3 separate regions of the Sus scrofa genome follow, and regions 2 and 3 are each linked to region 1. The links are chromatin contacts, called in public Hi-C and promoter capture Hi-C maps. All regions are on one chromosome and are shown on one strand. Each heading gives the region's core, a stretch centred on a gene start, on an enhancer-like site or on the middle of the called end of the contact. The rest is flanking DNA. Distances are from core to core; before and after follow the strand shown.

The links. Promoter capture Hi-C pulls out the DNA fragments that hold promoters and counts their contacts. A called contact is a pair of places that touch in the nucleus more often than the background predicts.
Region 2: a Hi-C map of liver shows a contact between it and region 1, with 2.6 times the contacts expected there. The contact joins the promoter of POLR1B here to the promoter of SLC20A1 in region 1. A contact is called at or near these places in 6 of 47 Hi-C or Micro-C datasets (embryonic fibroblasts, epiblast stem cells, liver and 1 more).
Region 3: a contact with region 1 is called in a promoter capture Hi-C map of fetal liver, with 3 times the contacts expected there. The contact joins the promoter of NT5DC4 here to the promoter of SLC20A1 in region 1. A contact is called at or near these places in 3 of 5 promoter capture datasets (fetal liver, fetal skeletal muscle and liver), 10 of 47 Hi-C or Micro-C datasets (adipose tissue, blood, embryonic fibroblasts and 5 more) and 1 of 2 datasets of contacts at active chromatin or transcription factors (alveolar macrophages).

Annotation. Positions count from the first base shown.
Region 1 is chr3:43,858,909-43,862,845 of Sscrofa11.1, reverse strand. It overlaps SLC20A1 (sodium-dependent phosphate transporter 1), which reads left to right and starts at 2,299. Exons shown (of 11, transcript XM_021087023.1): 1 at 2,299-2,590; 2 at 3,055-3,662; 3 at 3,826-3,937. The coding sequence starts at 3,326.
Region 2 is chr3:43,972,282-43,976,218 of Sscrofa11.1, reverse strand. It overlaps POLR1B (DNA-directed RNA polymerase I subunit RPA2), which reads left to right and starts at 1,936. Exons shown (of 15, transcript XM_003124801.6): 1 at 1,936-2,414. The coding sequence starts at 1,959.
Region 3 is chr3:43,787,512-43,791,448 of Sscrofa11.1, reverse strand. NT5DC4 (5'-nucleotidase domain-containing protein 4) reads left to right here and starts at 2,327. Exons shown (of 18, transcript XM_021088385.1): 1 at 2,327-2,403; 2 at 2,951-3,024; 3 at 3,111-3,224; 4 at 3,307-3,406; 5 at 3,612-3,658; 6 at 3,661-3,702; 7 at 3,805-3,859. The coding sequence starts at 2,327.

The sequences.
Region 1 (3,937 bases), core at 1,050-3,549:
GAGGAAACTGAGGCAGAGGATTCACCTGCCCATGGTCATATATGACCAGTGGGTAGGAGAGCAGGTAGTTTGGCTTTACAGCCTCCATGTTTAACTCCTAGATCAAATGGACTCCCTCGGGTCCTAGAGAATGTGTGCCAACGAGTTGATTCTAATAGAGAAACATCATGCTTAGGATCTCTGCCTTCTTTCCCATGTTCAGAGATAAGGTCAGAACCTGTGCCATTTGTGTATGACTGGTGGACCTCAGACTTCCTCTTTCTTTCCACATTCAAGTCACTCTCACTTCTCTCCACAGGCAGCGCTCTACTTCTCCCAATTTTGGCAAGTCCAAGTCTCTAAGAGCTGTACCCCACTGATCCTCTCTCCCCAAGTGAGGTGGCCAGGAGCCCCCCACCCCCCTTACAGCCCCCAACCTCCCACCTCCCCAGCCTGATTGGCAGAGGCACTTGGGAGTGTTGTCCTAAGGAGGAAGGATAAGAAGCTTTCCAGAGCCAGTTCTGCAGAATTCATTTGCGTTGCAAGGGGAATTTCCTGAATTTCTGCCCCAGCCTTCACCTCAACCCACTCCAAGGGGCCTGAACTGTGCTCTCATTTTGATGGCTATGCACCATGGCTGCGCCACCACCTCCAACAGAGGCTGTCCAACAAGCGGGTGCCAACTTAAAGGGCTAATACTACAGACTGGCAAAAGACTGCCAATGACCAGAATGAAAAAAAACACAAGTTGGGCAAAGCTCTAGGCAACTGTCTGATAAACAACTGCTTTGAAAATTACTGTTTTAAATGGCAGAACCCTAAGGACCTTTAACAGACCGGTCCTTAATTTTTTTTATAACCTTGAAATAAAGTAAAGGTGGAGGAAGGAGCACAACTGAAGGTGCCAGAATTACATTGAAATTGTGCTCCAGGATCAGTGCTCCCGGACATGTACTTTCTTTTTTTGGCCATGACCTTGGGACTTAGAGCTTTGTAAGTTACTCATATAACTCCACCAGATTTGCTAGGTAGGTCAGAGGATACTCAGGTGGAGGTTAAGCCTCCAAAGATGACCCATACACAGCAATGATTTACAACCTCTGTGTTCTCACTATTCAGTGCCCAGCTTCTAGAGACGGGAAAAGGTGGGGAGAGCTCCAGAACATTCTAAGCCTGGCTGTGTTTCTGGTTGGAATTCTTTAATCCCACCACAACCCTGACAAGAGAGCAGACCTTAATCTCCCTTGGCACGACTGCTTAGTCTTGATCTTAAGCAGAATAATGAAATATCCCCAAATGTGCAGAGCAAATCTTATTAATGTCAAAACTAGATTATATACCATGAAGAAAGGCCAAAAATCAACTTACTTGAAAATAGGAAAGCTTCCAGGAGGCAAAGAGAAAACCCCTCACATCCTTTTCTACATTCTAAAACAGGAATATTCACGGAAATGAGCATTCACTGAACACCTACAGAGATCTACTCACATTCACACACGTTAACTCATTTAATTCCCGCTACCAGGTAGGTACTGATTGTTAACAATTTACATTCCTGAGAGCAAAGTCAGAGAGATCTGAAGTCGCTCAAGGTGACACTTGCAGTAAGTAGGAGTAAGGATTTGAATCCGAAGCAGTAGCCTTCCCTCTCCCCGGGGCCACAGCCGCGGTGCAGAAAACGCAGGAGGTCTGCCACGGGGAAATTAATGATCCACAGCTACCCAGTGGCTCTGCGCCACAACTGGGAGACAACCTGGTTCTCGTGACTTCTCAGTCTTACGGTTTTCATCCAAGTGCATGACTGCGGGAGCAAGGGGACCACGTGAGCCCTCTCCCTCCCCCGGCGAGGGACAGTGCCTGTCCGGCCAAGGGCAAGTCACAGGTGCGACAACGTGCCAGGACTGGATCCGGAGCCCCAGGGCGCCAGCTCCCCTGCAGCGTCAACAGGAGGAAGGGAGGGAGGGAACTCGGCCAGGTGTGGCCTCCGGATGCTGCAGGTCACAAGTGCGCGGAAAGTGCTGCTAGAGGTGCGGCCTGCTCCGTAAAGCTCAGCTCGCGAGGCGGTAACTATAACCTTGGTCTTGTCCTCTATGACCCCCGCGGTGAGGGTCCCCCGCCGCCCCCATCACTAGCCTACAGGGCCAGACGGTGCCACGGCTCCAGGGCAAGGCCGCAGGGAGCGAGCTGGCCCTCCCCACGTGGACAGGCTCCCCTCTGGGGGCGTGGCCTCCGGCGCCAGACAGGCCAATGAGTGCCGCCGTCGGGATCCCCCAGAGGGGCACGCCGGGCTGGCGGGGGCTGCGTCAGCCCGAGGGCGGGGCTCCTGGGCCGGCGCGAGGCGCGGTGGGTCACGCGGGGCGCGGCGCGGGCTATAAGTAGAGGCCGGCAGCGTGCGCCGCTAGATGATGGCTGCCGGCGCGCGCAGCATGCTTCTTTTGCTCGGTTGCTGAGGCGCCCGCGGCTGTTTCCCGGGTGGGCCTCCACCCCCGCCGAGCTTTCCCCGAGCCTCCGGGCCCGGGCAGTGTGCTCGCCGACCGCAGGTACGTGTGTCCGAGGCTCTAGCCCGCCGCCTGGACCTCTCCGTCTCCCGCTCAGCTCCTCGTTTCCTCTGGTGAGTGGCGGTGCCGCCTTAGAAAGGCTCTTTCTTCTCCCCGGGGCCCGGCGCGGACGCTGCGGCGCGGGGTCAGCCGGCTGGGCTGGTACCAGTGGCGGGGTTCTGCTTGCGTCGCTGCCTGCCTCCCTCCCCCACCCCCCCCACCCCGCCCGGCGGCTCCGCCGCCCGCGGGCCTTTTTGGCGGTCCCCGGGCGGCGCGCGCGGGAACAGCCCTTTTCCGGTTTTCGCGCGGAGGGCGCGCGCGGGCTGGCGGCGCGGGGCCCGGCCCGGGCTGGGCGCGCGCGGGCCGAGGTGGTCCCGGCGCCACGTGCCCGCCGCCGGCTGGTCCTGTTCGGGGCGGGGTCAGCGGATTGCAGGCTGTGGGCACGGCAGGGCCCCCCCCAGCCTGCGTGAGCCCGCGTGGGGTGCGGAGCCAGCCCCCCAAGGACGCGCCGTTATTGTTACTTTCCCTCTTCTTCCAGGATGAACTTGCGTCCTTTCTCTTCTCCGCCATGGAATTCTGCTCCGTGCTTCTAGCCCTCCAGAGCCAAAGAAACCCCAGACAACAGATGCCCATACGCAGCGTATAGCAGTAACTCCCCAGCTCGGTTTCTGTGCCGTAGTTTACAGTATTTAATTTTATATAATATGTATTATTTATTAGAGCATTTTTGATACCTCATATTCTGTTTACACATCTCGAAAACCGCTCAGTAATTCTCTTGTTAAATTAAAGAACCACTACTCTAGAGAATGGCATCTACCGTGGCAACGCTGATCACCAGTACTATTGCTGCTTCTGGTCCATTGGTAGATTACCTATGGATGCTTATCCTGGGCTTCATCATTGCATTTGTCCTGGCCTTCTCCGTGGGAGCCAATGATGTAGCAAATTCTTTTGGTACGGCTGTGGGATCAGGTGTAGTGACCCTGAAGCAAGCCTGTATCCTAGCTAGTATCTTCGAAACAGTGGGCTCCGTCCTACTGGGGGCCAAAGTGAGCGAAACGATCCGGAAGGGCTTGATTGACGTGGAGATGTACAACGCGACCCAAGAGCTGCTGATGGCCGGCTCCGTCAGCGCGATGTTTGGTAAGTTCTTTTTCTGTATTGTCCTCTGAACGATGGCTGAGCACATTTCCTGTGGCGGGGTAGTTCTCTCCTTGTGCTCAGTCTTTCAGATTATTTTCTTAGGAATGCCCTGCGTACAAAATGTAATTTGGCAATTTTCTTCATAAAACTTGACCTGTTTCAGGTTCTGCTGTGTGGCAACTAGTGGCTTCGTTTTTGAAGCTTCCCATTTCTGGAACCCATTGTATTGTTGGTGCAACCATTGGTTTCTCCCTGGTGGCGAAAGGGCAGGAGGG
Region 2 (3,937 bases), core at 687-3,186, 110 kb before region 1:
GACTCTAGACAGACATTTCTCCAAAGAAAATATTCCAGTGGTCAATAAACACATGACCATATGCTCAGTATCACTGGTCTTTAGGGAAATCCAAAAATCGCAATTAGAAGTTCCCTCGTGGTTCATCAGGTTAAGGATCCAGCACTATCACTACTGTGGCTCTGTTTACACCTGTGGTGTGGGTTCCATCCCTGGCCCAGGAAATTCTGCATGCCACTGGCATGGCCAAAAACAAAACAAAACAAAAAAACATAAAAATCACTACCAGATACTGCACATGTACTGGAGTGGATATAATTTTTTTAAAAGACACAGTAACAAACACTGATGCAGATACGGAGAAACTGCAATCCTCATACATTGCTAGTGGGAATGTAAAATTGGACAGCTGCCTTTGGAAAAATTTGGCAGTACCTCAAAAAGTTAAACATGGAGTTACCAAATGACCCAGAAATTCCATTCCTAGCTGGAATACCTAAGAGAATTGAAAACATATGTCCATTAAAAAACTTGTGCATGGATATTTCTAGCAGTATTACTCATAATAGCCAAGGTGGAAATAATCCAAATGTCCATTAACCGGTAGATAAACAAAATGTATATTTCAACCCTGAAAAGGCCAAAGTACTGATAGATGCTGAAACATGAATGAACCTTTGAGTTCCCAGTTGTGGTGCAGCAGAAATGAACCCCACTAGGAACCATGAGGTTGTGGGTTCCATCCCTAGCCTTGCTCAGTGGGGTTAAGGATCTGGGCTTTTGTGTGAGCTGTGGTGTAGTTCAAAGACTGGACTTGGATCCTGTGTGGCTGTGGCGCAGGCCAGCAGCTATAGCTCGGATTTGACCCATAGCCTATGAACCTCCATATGCGGCAAGTGAGGCCCTAAGAAAAGCAAAAGAAACAGACGAGTAACTGTTTTTGTTCGGCCTCGCCTACAGCATGCAGAAGTTCCCAGGCCAAGAATGGAACCCTAGCCACATTAGTGACAAAGTCTGATTCTTAAACCACTATGCCACCAGGGACCACCCCCCCCCCCTTTTTGGCGAGATCTCTTTTTTAAAACACATTTTTTCCCCCTGTTTCTTTTTAGGGCTGCCCCTGCAGCATACAAAAGTTCCCGGGCTAGAAGTCAAATCCAAGCTACAGCTGCCAGCCTACACCACAGCCACAGCAACACCAGATTCCAACTGCATCTGCGACCTACACCACAGCTTGTGGCAACACTGGATTCTTAACCCATTGAGTGAGGGATTGAACCTGCATCCGCACAGATACCAGTCAGGTTCTTAACCCACTGAGCCACAATGGGAACTCTGAGAGAGTAACTTTTAAAAAGTGATAGGGGAATGAAAATTACCCACTGACCTAGGTAAAGATGAAATTAGGGCAGGAGGATGCTTTTGGGAGTGGTGAGTTAATTCGTTGCCTTAATTGTGGTGGTGGCTTCGAGGATGTGTACATAGGTCAAAAATTATCAACGTGTACACTTTAAATGTGTGTACTGTATTGTATGTCAAATGTGTGTAGTTTATTGTACGGCAATAGAGAATACAGCTGTTGAACACACACATTCACAAAAGATGAAGGTGAAAGACAGCTGCAGGCATTCCCTGATAAAATCTGTATTCTGGGAAGACAGTGCTTCATAGGACTCATAGTAGACTCAAAGGATCTTAAGGCTAGAAGGCCCCTCGGTCTCCAGTCTAGAACGTGGGAAGCGGGTAGTGAGGGCAGGCCACTTCTTGACCATCCCAGCAATGGGCTTTCGCGACTTCAGAATTGGGTAGAGAGAGCAGTTTGGTGCGCAACATCTGCTTTTCCCTTGAAGCCAGGACTCAGGTTGGGTGTCACCCCACAATCTGCCTCAGCATTGGATCGCAAAGCGGTCAAGACGAAGATCAGGAAATCTATGAAGACAGCTTTCCGCGGGTCCTAACAGGGCAAAGGCGAGCGGAAGATGTCTCACGTCGAATTGGCGCTGGAGCGGGTTTCCACCTTCCAAGCAGCGCACAGCGCAGGTAAGAGACCGGGAGATCCCTCTGCGCTCCCGCTGTACACAGTTTTAAACCGGCCCATTCGTTCCACAGTACTGGTTTCAAGTCGGCTCTATAAAATCGGAGCGCCCAGGGTAGGCGGAACAAAAGAAACTACATTTCCCTGCAGGCCGTGGGTACCCGGTCCCAGCCACTCTTTCCGGCGCGTGCCGAGTGGTAGAAGAGACGCCCGGTGTGCAGGCATGGATCCCAGCAGCCGGTGGCGGAACTTGCCCAGCGGGCCCAGCCTGAAGCATTTGACCGACCCTTCTTACGGGATCCCGCGGGAACAGCAAAAGCCAGCATTGCAGGAGCTGACGCGGGCGCACGTCGAGTCCTTCAACTACGCCGTGCGCGAGGGGCTCAGCCACGCGGTGCAGGTGAGCGCGCCGTCCTCCTAGGCTTCCCTTCGCTCTGAGTTGCCGGCGCAGCCAGCCTCTCTGCGACAGGCGGGCGGAGGAGAGGGGCCCGGCGGGGCTGGAGGAGGGAGGCAAAGGCGGAAGTGGGGGCGGGGCGGCGTGTGGAGTGCTGGAGGAGCGGGCAGGAGGACTGAGGCTCGGGGCTTGGGAGGGTGAGGGAAATGATCCAGGAGGTGGGGGGAGTGCGGCACGGGCCTAGGGCAGAGGACCCAGAGAGGTGACGGCGTGGGTGTCACGGTAGAATCTCAAATAGTTGTACTCCTTGACCGTGTGCTAGGCTCAGCGCGGAGGTATCTTGAGGAAGACGGGAGTGAAGTATTAGAGCGAGATTCAGTAGGAAATATTTGGTCCACAGTTAAGTGATTGGTAACATTTGCTCCACATTAAAGTGGTCTAGAGGGTGATGGTAACAGAGTTCAGGTGAAATTGATAAGCATCCACGTGGCCCCAGATGCTGGGCTTAGATGGCGAGGAAGAAGCAAGCCTGTGTTAAGAGACGGTTTTTGGTTTTAAGCGCTGGGAATTATGTTTTGGGTGGAGGTGGTGGAGCCGCGAAGGCAGTTGGTGCCACTTCTCTAGAGAACTGCGCTGCCAAGTGGCTGTGTAGGGTACCTTGGAGCACATGGGAGATGCAGCTAATCCAGGTGTTTGAAAAAGGGCAGGATTCCCAGGATTGAAGAAGAGGGGAAGTGAAGGGGCAGAGCTCAGGAACTCGATCCTGTGCTTACATTGGGTAGGACTTGAGTTATGGGACAGGTAGAATGAAGATGAAGAGCTGTGCCTGAAGATGAAGTCTCTGATGCTTGAACTCTCTTCTGCAAATAAGAGCCACTGAGGCTTCTTTGAAGATTCCCTCACCTTTTTGCAAAAGACAGAATAATTTTGTCTGATGGGAAATAACTTCTGTCATGCCTGGACTCGTGCTGTATCATGTGTATGAGAAAAATTATACATCTACTTAAACGTTAATTGGTACTGGATTTATCAAAACAGTGAAAAAGAGCCCAGGATTGATATGATTAACAAAGGCTCATTCTCAAATAATAGAGCACACGTACATCAGATTTTTTAGGGATGTTATGTAGACCAGCAATTCTCAAACTTTTTGCTTCCAGGACCCATTTCTGCTTTTCAAATTCTTTTTTTTTTTTTTGTCTTTTTGTTGTTGTTGTTGTTGTTGCTATTTCTTGGGCCGCTCCTGCGGTATATGGAGGTTCCCAGGCTAGGGGTTGAATCGGAGCTGTAGCCACCGGCCTACGCCAGAGCCACAGCAATGCGGGATCTGAGGTGTGTCTGCAACCTACACCACAGCTCACGGCAACGCCGGATCATTAACCCACTGAGCAAGGGCAGGGACCGAACCTGAAACCTCATGGTTCCTAGTCGGATTCGTTAACCACTGCGCCACGACGGGAACTCCAGCTTTTCAAATTCTTGATGGATTCACAAAGAACTTTTGTGTCCTCTATTAGAAACTGAGAGTT
Region 3 (3,937 bases), core at 1,078-3,577, 71 kb after region 1:
AGATCCAGTGGGGATGTGGCACCTCGGCATGCACCGATGTGGGGAAAAGCAGGTCACATCAGACCACATCACCTGATGAGCAACTAACTACCAGCTACCAGCTATCAACTACAAGCATGGCTGGGCATAAGCCCCACATGTTCAGTCAGCCCTTGGAGATGGCCAGGAGTTCACCCGGAGAAGTGGCCTGAGAACCACTGAAGTGACTGTATTTGAATGTCACCGCATGACTTCCATGTCCTCGAGGGGAGGGAGTCTGGGGATAGATCCTTGAGTTCCGCTGTGGCAAAAGAAAGATACGTTTAATATATTTGCCATGCTAACTCCCAGGGGGAGGGCTGAGGAAGTTCCCTAGTGATGCCCCACAACCAGGTGTTCTTCCTCCTGCGTCTTTTTTTTTTTTTTTTTTTTTTGTCTTTTGTCCTTTTAGAGCTGCGCCTGCGACATATGGAGGTTCCCACGCTAGGGGTGGAATTGGAGCTGCAGCTGCCAGCCTACACCATTCCATAGCCATGTCAGATCCAAGCCACGTCTGTGACCTACACCACAGCCGCAACAACTCGGGATCCTTAACCAACTGAGTGAGGCCAGGGATCCAACCCGCATCCTCACAGACACTATGTTGTGTTCATAACCCATTGAGCCACAATGGGAACTCCATCCAGGTTAAAACTCTGAATGGAAATCATTGAGCTTTGTCACAAAGCCAGTAATTGTGGACTCTTAGGACCTATATACAGCTGTACACTCAATGGTCCCGCTTGCTCTGTTTTTTGATATTCACTTTTTAATTTTGATTTTCTTTTTTTGATTCTGTGATTCTAGTCATCATTGCTGCTTATAGCTCCTGGCATACTTCTAGCAGCAATTACTTCTTTTTTGGGGGATGGCCATCCCCACGGCATGTGGAAGTTCCCGTGCAGGGATCGACCCACGCCACAGCAGTGATAATGCCAGATCCTTAACCTGCTCAGTTACCAGGAACTCCAAAGTTACTTCTTCAAATGGCCTTGGCCTTGGAAGACTTATAACCAATTATGTTAGAATTGTGTGTATTATAAATCAATTATACTTCAACAAAATTTTAAAAAATTATAATAAAAATTAAATGTGTGTAAAGCAAGAGTCCTAAGTTCTTTCTTTATTAGACATTCTTTTATTTATTTTTTATTCTTTCATTGTTTCTTTTTTAGGGCCGCACCTGTGGCACATGGAAGTTCCCAGGCTAGGGGTCAAATTGGAGTTGCAGCTGCTGGCCTGCGACGGGTCCTTAATCCACTGAGGGATGACAAGGGATGGAACCTGCATCCTCATGGGTACTCTCTGGATTCTTAACCCACTGAGCCACAACGGGAACCCCTATACTCTTTTACTTTACTTTTATTTTATTTTATTTTTCACTCTTTTATTTTTATTTTTATTTATTTATTTATTTTTAGGGCCGCATCCGCAGCACATGGAGGTTCCCAGGCTAGGCGTTTAATCGGAGATGTAGCTGCCAGCCTACTCCACATCCACAGCAATGTCAGATCCGAGCTGCATCTGTGAAATACACCACAGCTCATAGCAACAACGGATCCTTAACCCACTGCGCAAGGCCAGGAATCGAACCCTCGACCTCATGGTTCCTAGGTGGATTCGTTTCCTCTGCGCCACGACAGGAACTCCCACTCTTATTTTTATTTTATTTATTTATTTATTTATTTATTTATTTTTGTCTTTTTGCTATTTCTTTGGGCCGCTCCCGCGGCATATGGAGGTTCCCAGGCTAGGGGTCGAAACGGTGCTGTAGCCACTGGCCTACGCCAGAGCCACAGCAACGCGGGATCCGAGCCGCGTCTGCGACCTAAACCATAGCTCACGGCAATGCCAGATCCTTAACCCACTGAGCAAGGGCAGGGACCGAACCCGAAACCTCATGTTTCCTAGTTGGATTCGTTAACCACTGCACCATGACGGGAACTCCCCACTCTTATTTTTAAAGCACACAAGACTCCTGCCTTTGTAACCCCTAAGTTTGCTTCATTCTGGGTCCTCTGTTCCTTTCTAGGTGATTGAGGTTCTTGGAGGCATGAGCCCTGGAAGTGGAGGTGGCACAGTATAGACGAACCTGGTCATTACCGCTTTCTTTTCTTAAAGGAGGGAGGGGACACGGGGGACTCTCCTGGCTGACTCCTCCCTCAAAGGAGGAGGAGATGGGGACCCAGGGTGGGGCCAGCTGGGTCAGCGGTGTCTGAACTCTTTAAGGCGAGGGGACCTGCTGGGCCCCACTGATAGTGTGTAGGTGGCTGGAAAAGGGACCACTGGCTCCTGGATCCTGGCAGCGATGGCCAGCGTGGACAGGGGAGAGCCAAGGGTGGCCCGAGGGGAGCCGCAGACCGTGGAGCAGGACTGGCACTGGTGGTGAGACAGGCACTTGGGATGGGGGTGATGGTGGGGAATTTCAATAAACACCCCCTTTCCTAACATAAGCCCACAGCACAGCAGCTCTGAGAGAGACTCCTTCAAATACACTGAAAGAAGGACACCTAAAACACAAACACCTGCACTCGCAAAGGGACACAGTCTGTGGGTGGACAGGGACGTGTCAGATGGAAACCTGGAGAGTGCACACTTGGCAGGGAGGGGCTCTCCCCCCTCACACACAGACACACACACAGACACACACATGCCTATACCTGCTGGCGCCCCCCGTGGCACCCCCCCGCTTCTGTGACCAACGGGTCATCTCTCAGCTTGGACACAGTGACCCCACTCAGGAAAGTGACACCCCCACTGAAAACGGCACATCTTGGCTCACGGGGATGTCCCCAGCACACTGGCATGGTGAGATGGAACCTTATACACTCTCACACCTACGCTCACATGCATGTGCTCAGACACACACAGACTCGGAGAGGCCCTGGGCTTTTTGTTCAGGGAGGTGATCCCAGTGTCCTCCTGCTTCCAGGATTTTTGTCAACCGCAGCCTGGCACTGGGGAATATCTGCTGCTTCGGCTTTGACATGGACTACACTCTGGCTGGTAGTGGGAGGGGAGCAAGGCAGGGAATCGGGGGCTGGGGGAGCCGAGGGTGGGCGCCCACGGACCTGGGTCTGCCCCGCCCGCAGCCTACAAGTCCCCGGCCTACGAGATGCTGACCTTCGAGCTGCTGCTGGAGCGTCTGGTGTGCATCGGATACCCGCATGAGATCCTGCGCTACTCCTACGACCCCACCTTCCCCACCCAGGTGCCGGGGCTCGCAGGGCAGGAGGTGGTGACTGCTTGTGGTCCCTGGCATCCCATCCACAGCCTCCGTGCCCTCTCCCAGGGGACTGGTGTTTGATGCTCTCTACGGAAACCTGCTGAAGGTGGATGCCCACGGGAACGTGCTGCTGGGCACCCAAGGCTTTACCTTCCTCTCGGAGTAAGGGACCCGGTGGGAGCCAGGATGCTGGAGGAAAGACTGGGGTGGGGGAGGGGTGATTCAGGACACTGCAGGGGCCCCACTGCTGGCTGAATAGAGGGAGAGAAGGAGGGGTCGAGGCGGGAAGTAATGGCAGGGCCTGGCCAGGCCTCTAGGGGGCGCTGGGGAGAGGGCATCAGCCACACTCAGCGCCCCCGCTCCGCAGGGCAGAGATATGGGGCTTCTACCCCAGCAAGTTCATTCAGAGGGACGACCTGCGCGTTTCCATGTTCTCAACACACTCTTCAACCTGCCGGGTAAGGGCTGGATGGGGGTGGGGGAGGTGGTCCTCCAGGGCCCAGCCTGGGGGCTGCTGCCTGGATCCTTGGGCCAGAGACTGATCGGCATCCCTACTCCAGAAACCTACCTGTACGCCTGCCTGGTGGACTTCTCTGGCTGCTCCCGATATATCAAGTGAGTTCCACGCCCTGACTAGTCCTGGGTGACCAGTGGGACACTGTGCCACTCCTGGGCCAGGGGTAGGGGTGGGGA